Regions from separate parts of the Mus musculus genome. Here region 1 is linked to region 2. Evidence: chromatin contacts called from public HiChIP or PLAC-seq data. All regions are on one chromosome and are shown on one strand. Each heading gives the region's core, a stretch centred on a gene start, on an enhancer-like site or on the middle of the called end of the contact. The rest is flanking DNA. Distances are from core to core; before and after follow the strand shown.

What was found. HiChIP or PLAC-seq counts read pairs in DNA pulled down with a chosen protein or histone mark.
Region 1: a contact with region 2 is called in an H3K27ac HiChIP or PLAC-seq map of embryonic stem cells, with 5 read pairs. The contact joins two enhancer-like sites. A contact is called at or near these places in 1 of 115 datasets of contacts at active chromatin or transcription factors (embryonic stem cells) and 2 of 9 other capture datasets (embryonic stem cells and liver).

The regions. Positions count from the first base shown.
Region 1 is chr12:3,870,413-3,874,198 of GRCm38.p6, reverse strand. It overlaps Dnmt3a (DNA methyltransferase 3A), which reads right to left. Exons shown (of 23, transcript NM_007872.4): 5 at 1,321-1,364; 6 at 771-917. Among named protein-coding and RNA genes, the nearest start is that of Dnmt3aos, 10 kb to the right of the region's middle. Within about 2 kb of position 2,373, at least 157 of the 459 cell types and tissues checked have an H3K27ac peak or open chromatin away from gene starts, as enhancers often do. A contact at or near this core is called in embryonic stem cells, where this site is marked.
Region 2 is chr12:3,601,104-3,604,617 of GRCm38.p6, reverse strand. The region is part of intron 4 of Dtnb (dystrobrevin, beta); the gene reads right to left. Among named protein-coding and RNA genes, the nearest start is that of Dtnb, 30 kb to the right of the region's middle. Within about 2 kb of position 1,612, at least 7 of the 459 cell types and tissues checked have an H3K27ac peak or open chromatin away from gene starts, as enhancers often do. A contact at or near this core is called in embryonic stem cells, where this site is marked.

The DNA of each region.
Region 1 (3,786 bases), core at 1,124-3,623, 270 kb before region 2:
ACCTCTCCTGGGAACCTCAGCCCCACGGCTGCTGCTCTTCCTTTCTCGTTGCCCCAAATCGTTGGCATCTCTGGGCATGAAATTCTGAGCCTCTGCCTCTCCGCCCTCTACTGAGTAGGCCCCACAGACCCTGCCTTCTCACACCGTGGTCTCTGCAGTCCCAAGCCCAGCCTCCAGCTCCCTGGCATCCCACAGTGAACGCGCCATCCCACCAGCCAGTCCTCCCATCAGAGGCAACAGCCCAGGCCAGACCTACAGTACTGGCTGTAGCAGTTCTCTGACCTTTCTATCAACATGCCCTTGATCCCATCGCCAAAATCCAGTGGAAGTGCCTGTCGCCATGGCTGTCACCTGCACCTGAGTCATTTCTTTCACTGTCCACACTTCTCTAGACACTTACACAATGCAAATGTTACCTCTTCCAAGAGACCCGCCTTGCCCATGCACTGCAGGTCCCACTGAGCCGCCGATTCCCCTTGGTTCTGTCCTCAGCCATCAGAAAGAACATCAACTCCATCCACAGCTGCCAGAGCGCGTAAGCACAGAGCCTGCCTGTGTGCACATACTACCTCATGCACAGCTAGCACCCATAACAAGATAAAGGACAACTGAACTTCATACTGCCTAGTAGCAGTTCCTGGAAGCACTAGGAGTTAACCGTAGGGGGAAACAGTCTCAGCTACAGCCCAACAAAAGTCCCAGAGGGCGGCTGGAACTGGCTTTTGGTTTGCCAGTTCCACACTTGGCATCAAGGATAAAAGGCGTCTCACCTCCCTTTTCCAACGTGCCAGCCACTCATCCCGTTTCCGTTTGCTGATGTAGTAGGGGTCCCCTGCCTGGAAGGTGAGTCTTGGCATGGGTCGCTGACGGAGGCTGGACTCCCAGCCCAAGCCACCTCGCAGTCGGCCCCGGGAGCCCTAGGACAGAGAGACAGGCAGGTATTAAGGTGGGCACAGGTACTCTGCAGGGTTCATTCCTCCTGGAGGGGAAACTGAGAGGGGTCACTCATCCCAGAGTATAGAAATTCTGGTTCCTGGCCAGAGGGGCTGACCCTCTGAGGAGGGATTAGGAGTTGGCAGGGACTCATGAACAAGGCAGAGAGGGGAAGTGCTTGACCTCTGGAGGGGGATGAGCTGGCTGCCTCACTAGGGGACTTCCAACCTCCACCCCCACTTCCTCTCCCTCTCACAAGGAACAACCAAAGATGGGGCAGGACCCACCCTCGGGCCCCTCACACACACTCGCCACAGTCCATCAGAGAGGTGGTTTTCTTCTAGAATCAGGACCCACAGGGCCCCTGTGGGTGAGGAAAACACTTGCCTCCATTTTCATGGATTCGATGTTGGTCTGCTTCTGTTCTTTGCCTGTGGAAAGGGAAGAACAAGAGGACTGTTGACGGAGTCACGGGGGTGGCTCAGAGGAGCCTGGGGGCCTCCATGGGATCAGGGTCCTCCTAGTGTTTGCTTGTTCATGTGCCGTCCACACAGACCATACCCGTGTGCCAGGCAAGGCCTGGAGCAAAGAGACCCTGGTCCAGGTTCCGGGCCCAAGAACACAGGAAGAAGACAGAACTCAGGGGCATGGCTTCTGGCCTTTGGACCCTGGTCTCAAGTACACAAAAGGGGCTCTGAAGTAGCCATCACCTGCTGCTTGACCCCAGCCCTCACTCAGAGCGAGGGGCAGGAGGGAGGAGGGGCAGAGCAGGGGCAGGAGGGTGGAGGGGCAGAGCAGGGGTTGGGCTGAAGGAACCAGGCTGTTACTCCTTTCTCATGGGGTAGGAAAAGGTGTTGGGGCACAGACAATGGGCCAGTGGGAATAGACCCCAGGAAACAGCTCCAATTACAAACAGTTCTAAATGGTATGGCCCTGCTACCAACATGGAAACTGCCCTCCATTCCTGGCTCTTTCTCAGGTTAAGATAAGGATTTTTGGGGGTGGGGGATGGGGACAGGGTTGTTCCATGTAGCCCTGGCTGTCTAGGAATTTGCTCTGTAGCCTAGGCTGGTCTCAAACTCACTGAGATCTGCCTCTCTCAGGTGCTGGGATTAAAGGTATGTGCCACCCAGCTAAGTCTGGATCCCCTCTTCACCATGACCCCCCCCCCCCAACCTCTGCTGTGTCCTCACTGATCCAAAGTGACATGTTCTAAGGACTGGTGTGAGCAATGAGTGCATGAACAGGGCTTGGCGCACAGTAGGTACGTTGTCAGCATGCTTCCCTTCCCTAAGGAACTCCCTGATGCACACGTTTCTCTGTTTCTTTGGCTTTTCTCAAAGTTCCGGGACTGGGCACTGATCCCAGTTCCTGGGAGGGACATCTGGGCTGGGAGCAGCGGTCTCCACAGCGCCATCTTTAGGAAGGACTCTTTGTGCCCGCATAGGCCGGACACGAGGGCAGTGACATCTTCCTGCCATTTCTGCACGCTTCTCTGGCTCCTCTCCCGGCAGCTCCGCGGCAGGCAGCTGGCTGTATGGCTTTTCCTATTAAGTAGGGAAAATTCGGCCGCCTTTCTTCACCTAGGTGCCTCAATTCTTTTCTTTGAGACTGAGAAAATACAGGGCTTGGGCCCAGAGCAGGAAGGTCGCTAAGGTTGGCTCATGTAGCTTGGTGTGCATGGGGTGGGGGGTTGGAGGTGGGTGGGTACGAAAACAAAGAGCCCCAAACAGAAAAAAAACAGCCCCTGGTACATCTCCTAGCTCAGAAGTGGAAACCACCCACAGCATTTATGGCTCTGAATCTTTAGCTTGGATCTTTCCCCTACTGTCAACAGACAGACCTGAGGTTTCTCTCTGCACCTGCCCAGAACGCTCTGTATCGCCACGTGTGCCGGGCTCCATCTAGAGGGGCTGAAGGGAGGAAGGGAGGGAGGGAGGGAGAAAGAAGGGGAGGGCAGAGCCCCTGCTGGTTACCCCGTGGGCTGTGAACCCCGTGGTAGGCAGGCGTGTCGCTGGGCCTCGTGGAGGTGGTGTGTGGGAGGAGCGTGGTGGCTGTAACCCTTGTGTGGGTGGGGGGTGTACGCCCTCCCAGTACAGGGTACGTGGTTGGCCTTTTAAGGCATATCTCATCCACCACGTCTCTTCCTCCCCGTTTCCTCCATGTCCTCTCACCCACAAGTCTGCTCCCCACTTTCCACGGGGTTCCCCCTCAGGCCTGCTCTGGGCCTCCCACCTCTAGGGCAAGCCCCTCCCTCGGACCTCGGTGCTCAGCCCATGACCTAGGCTGCCAGAAGGGGGTGCCTGCCCTGGATCGCGGCTCCTGCTGAGGCTGCAACAGCTGCTGCAGCAACCATGCAGCAGCCAGAGGAGGGTAGTGAGTGAGGAATCCAAGCTGGCCCAGGCTATTAGACTATGTACGGGACCTAGGAGTTTCCTGAATATCACTCCTTCCTACCCCAGTGTTTTTTAACTACGTTTACCAGGACTGATTTATTCATTATTTTTTATTTTTATTTTTTGTTTTTTTCGAGACAGGGTTTCTCTGTGTAGCCCTGGCTGTCCTGGAACTCAGTTTGTAGACCAGGCTGGCCTTGACTTCAGCAGTCCACCTGCCTCTGCCTCCTGAGTGCTGGGATTAAAGGTGTGGGCCACCACTGTTTGGCCTGATTTATTCATTAGACTACAAGAAAATTTTACCTGAAAAGAAGACATGGTTGAGTTTGCTAAATATTTCACAACAGGCAACAGAGGCCGTGAGTGGATTTCAGGGCTTCTGACTGACCTGCACTGCCACCATTATCCCTTGTGTCCTTTGCCAGTCATCCAGGCCCGGAGTCTTCCAAATGGAGAC
Region 2 (3,514 bases), core at 363-2,862:
CGGCCATCACTGGAAAAAGAGGCCCATTGGACACGCAAACTTTGTATGCCCCAGTACAGGGGAACGCCAGGGCCAAAAAGGGGGAGTGAGTGGGTAGGGGAGTGGGGGTGGGTGGGTATGGGGGACTTTTGGTATAGCATTGGAAATGTAAATGAGCTAAATACCTAATAAAAAATGGAAAAAAAAAAAAAAGAAAGAAAAGGTGATCTGGAAAACACCTGCTTACCAACAAGAGTAAATGAGTTACCGACACAGGAGCCACTGGAGGCTCAGGTAGTAAGCCTGTGTACTCCACAGTACCTGCAATCACCCTGTCCTTGCAAGGGACTGGGGTTTCTGAGGGAGGACCCATGTTACTTTGCATGGAAACCCCTGAAGCATACCTGGTGGTATGCAAAGGATGTCAGGACCTCAGACAAGGACAGAATCAGAACTGGGATGGAGGTCATCCTGGATCGCCAGGGTCTCTAGGCACCTGGCATAAGCACACAGGTATCCCCACCTAGAGAAAAAGTCCCCAAGATCTCAACTGTCAAATAGTAACAATTAAAATATTAATGGTACCATGTAACATTTGGCAGATAATAAGTAAAAATAACTCAGATAGGAAGATACTACAAGTAAAAAATAGAAATGACAAGTAATACAAAAACCACCAAATAAAATCAAGGTATTAGCCAGGCTGAGGTGAAAGAATGAAGCTTAGCTGGGCGGTTGGTGGCGCACGCCTTTAATCCCAGCACTCGGGAGGCAAAGGCAGGAGGATTTCTGAGTTCGAGGTCAGCCTGGTCTACAAAGTGAGCTCCAGGACAGCCAGAGCTATAAAGAGAAACCCTGTCTCAAAAAAACAAAACAAAACAAAAAAACAAACAAAAAACAACAAAAAAAGAAGCTTATCCTATTCAAGGAATAAGAAACAGTGATAAAATATTTGGCAGAGAATTGGATTTTTTTTTTAACTTTCAAAAATGTGACTCTTGCTTGGCAGTTGGTTGTGTATGTGTTTAACTCCAAGGAGGCAGAGACTGTCAGATCTCTGTGAATTCGAGGCCAGACTGGTCTACAGACTGAGTTCCAAGACAGCCAAGGCTACACAGAGAAACCTTGTCACGAAAATCAAAATAAATACATAAAAATATTTTTAAATGTGACTCAGAGATTCTTAAACTAAAAAGAAACAATTAATACTTTTAGTGTTAATTAAAGGCTTAAATGTAGGTTAAATGCTTGTCTATGGAAAGTAAGTATCCGGAAAACATACTGGAAGCAAAAGTCCAGAATAAAGTCCAAATAGGAAACATGGTAAATTCACAAAAGATGGTAAGAGACAATATGAAGGCTATAAGAAGGAACACCATACATCTTCACAGAGGGGGAGAAAACTGTAAAAAAGTATGAAAATAAAAGGAGAAAATTAAGCATCATCAACCTACTCAAAAACCTAAACAGAACAAATACAAAGAAAATCACAACATGCCTAGGTCACACTAGTTTAAAAACAAATTATAAATGTCTTAGAGGTTGCAAGAAACAGCTTAATATCAAGGATGCCAAGAGGACACACTCCTTTAACCTTGACAGAAGCCACAAGAACAGAAGTAGCATTCCTGAGCTGGGCGTGGTGATGCGCACCTGGAATCCCAGCACTCTGGGATAAAAGCAGGTGGATCTACCTTGAGGCGAAGCTAGCCTGGTCTACTTAGTAAGTCTCAGGAGAACCAGAGCTACCTAGTGCGACCCTGATTCAAAAAACAATCATCAAAAAGAAGTAACATTCTTAAAACATAGAAGAAGACCATTATCTATCAGCAACTGTATGCCAAGTGAAATAATCTTTAAGAATGAAGAAGGAGGGGAGGGAATGGGGGACTTTTGGGATAGCATTTGAAATGTAAATGAAGAAAATACCTAATTTAAAAAAAAAAGAAGTCCTTATTTTCTTTTGCAGAGCAAGGTAAATATGTTTAATAATAATATGCTGTATGTATTTCAAAATAGACAAAAAAATACCAAATGTTCTTCAAAGAAATGATGTATTTTCAGCTATCTTGATATGATCATCAGACAACTTAGAAATGCATCAAAAATTATAACATTGAAAACACAAACATTAAAATTACAACTTGTCAATCAAAAATAAAAGATATTATCTATTTTGTTTATTGGCATTTTAGCTTAAATGGTTGATTATAGAAATTTTACTATCCATCACTAAGACTTTAAACAAAATGTATACACAAGAGCTAAAGTAATACAGTAGATATTGATTAGAGGATATATAGAAAAGTATTTACTACACTTTCAAGAAGTATTGCTGGTTAATATATCCTGTTTTGTATGTCATCTTCAAAATAAAAATCTTTTTGAATGGCTGAAAAATATTTTTTTCTTCACATACAAAACTTAAGCAATAAATATCCCATAATTGAAAAAAAAATGAAGAAAAACTTTTAAAGAAAAACAATGAAAATACATAAAACTATGACACATGCAATGGAAAGCCTTCAGGTAGAAGGAAGTCATTCCTGCTGACAGCCGTCTTAAGTCTACTTATAATCAAACACATGGTGGTTATTTATGCAGTTGATATTATTTCACTTATTAGCAAACTTATGAATTAAATGATGTTGATGCTATTTTGTAATAAGCAGTCTAGGACTGTTGAGATGACTCAGCAAGTAAAGGCCTGACCAACTAAGTTTGATCCCCACATAATGGGAGAATCAGCTCCTTTAGACATCCTCTGACCTGCACACACTCACCATAGTACAAACACATCGGGTGAATAAATATAAGAACAAAAAATGTAAATGTCCGCTCAACAGCCAGGTGTGACCATGCACAATTATAATCCCACCCCTTGGGAGACACAGGCAAGATGATTGATTGCAAGTTAGAGACCAGCCTGGGCTACTCAAGAGAAACTATTTCAAAAACAAAAATTGGGGGCCCAGAGAGAGAATTCCATGGTTAAGAACACAGGCTGCTCTTCCAACAGTCCCAGGTTTGATTCCCAGCATTCATATGGTGGCTCCCAGCTATCTGTAACTCCAGTTCCAGGGAATCCAATGCCCTCTTCTGACCTGCCCAGCCACCAGGAACACATGTGATATAGATATACACTCAGGAAAACCACTCATACACATAAAATAATAGTAACAGTAAAAGAACTTTAAATGTCTGCTTAGTTTTAGAGATATACAAAACAAGAATGCACTATCCCAATAATATAAACAGACATAAAATACTTTAGAGTCTTTCATTAATCAGAAAAAGCATAACAGTATCAGTTAATATTAGGCTTTGAAAAATCAAAAATACATGTGACAGTCACTAAGATCAAAAAGAAAGACATAAAAATGATTTTTTTTTAAATAGGCACTGGTATGAGGGTGTCAGATCTCCTTGAACTGGAGTTACATACAGTTGTGAGCTGTCATGTGGGTGCTGGAAATTGAACCAGGGTCCTCTGGAAGGGTAGCCAGTGCTCTTAACCACTAAGCCATTTCTCCAG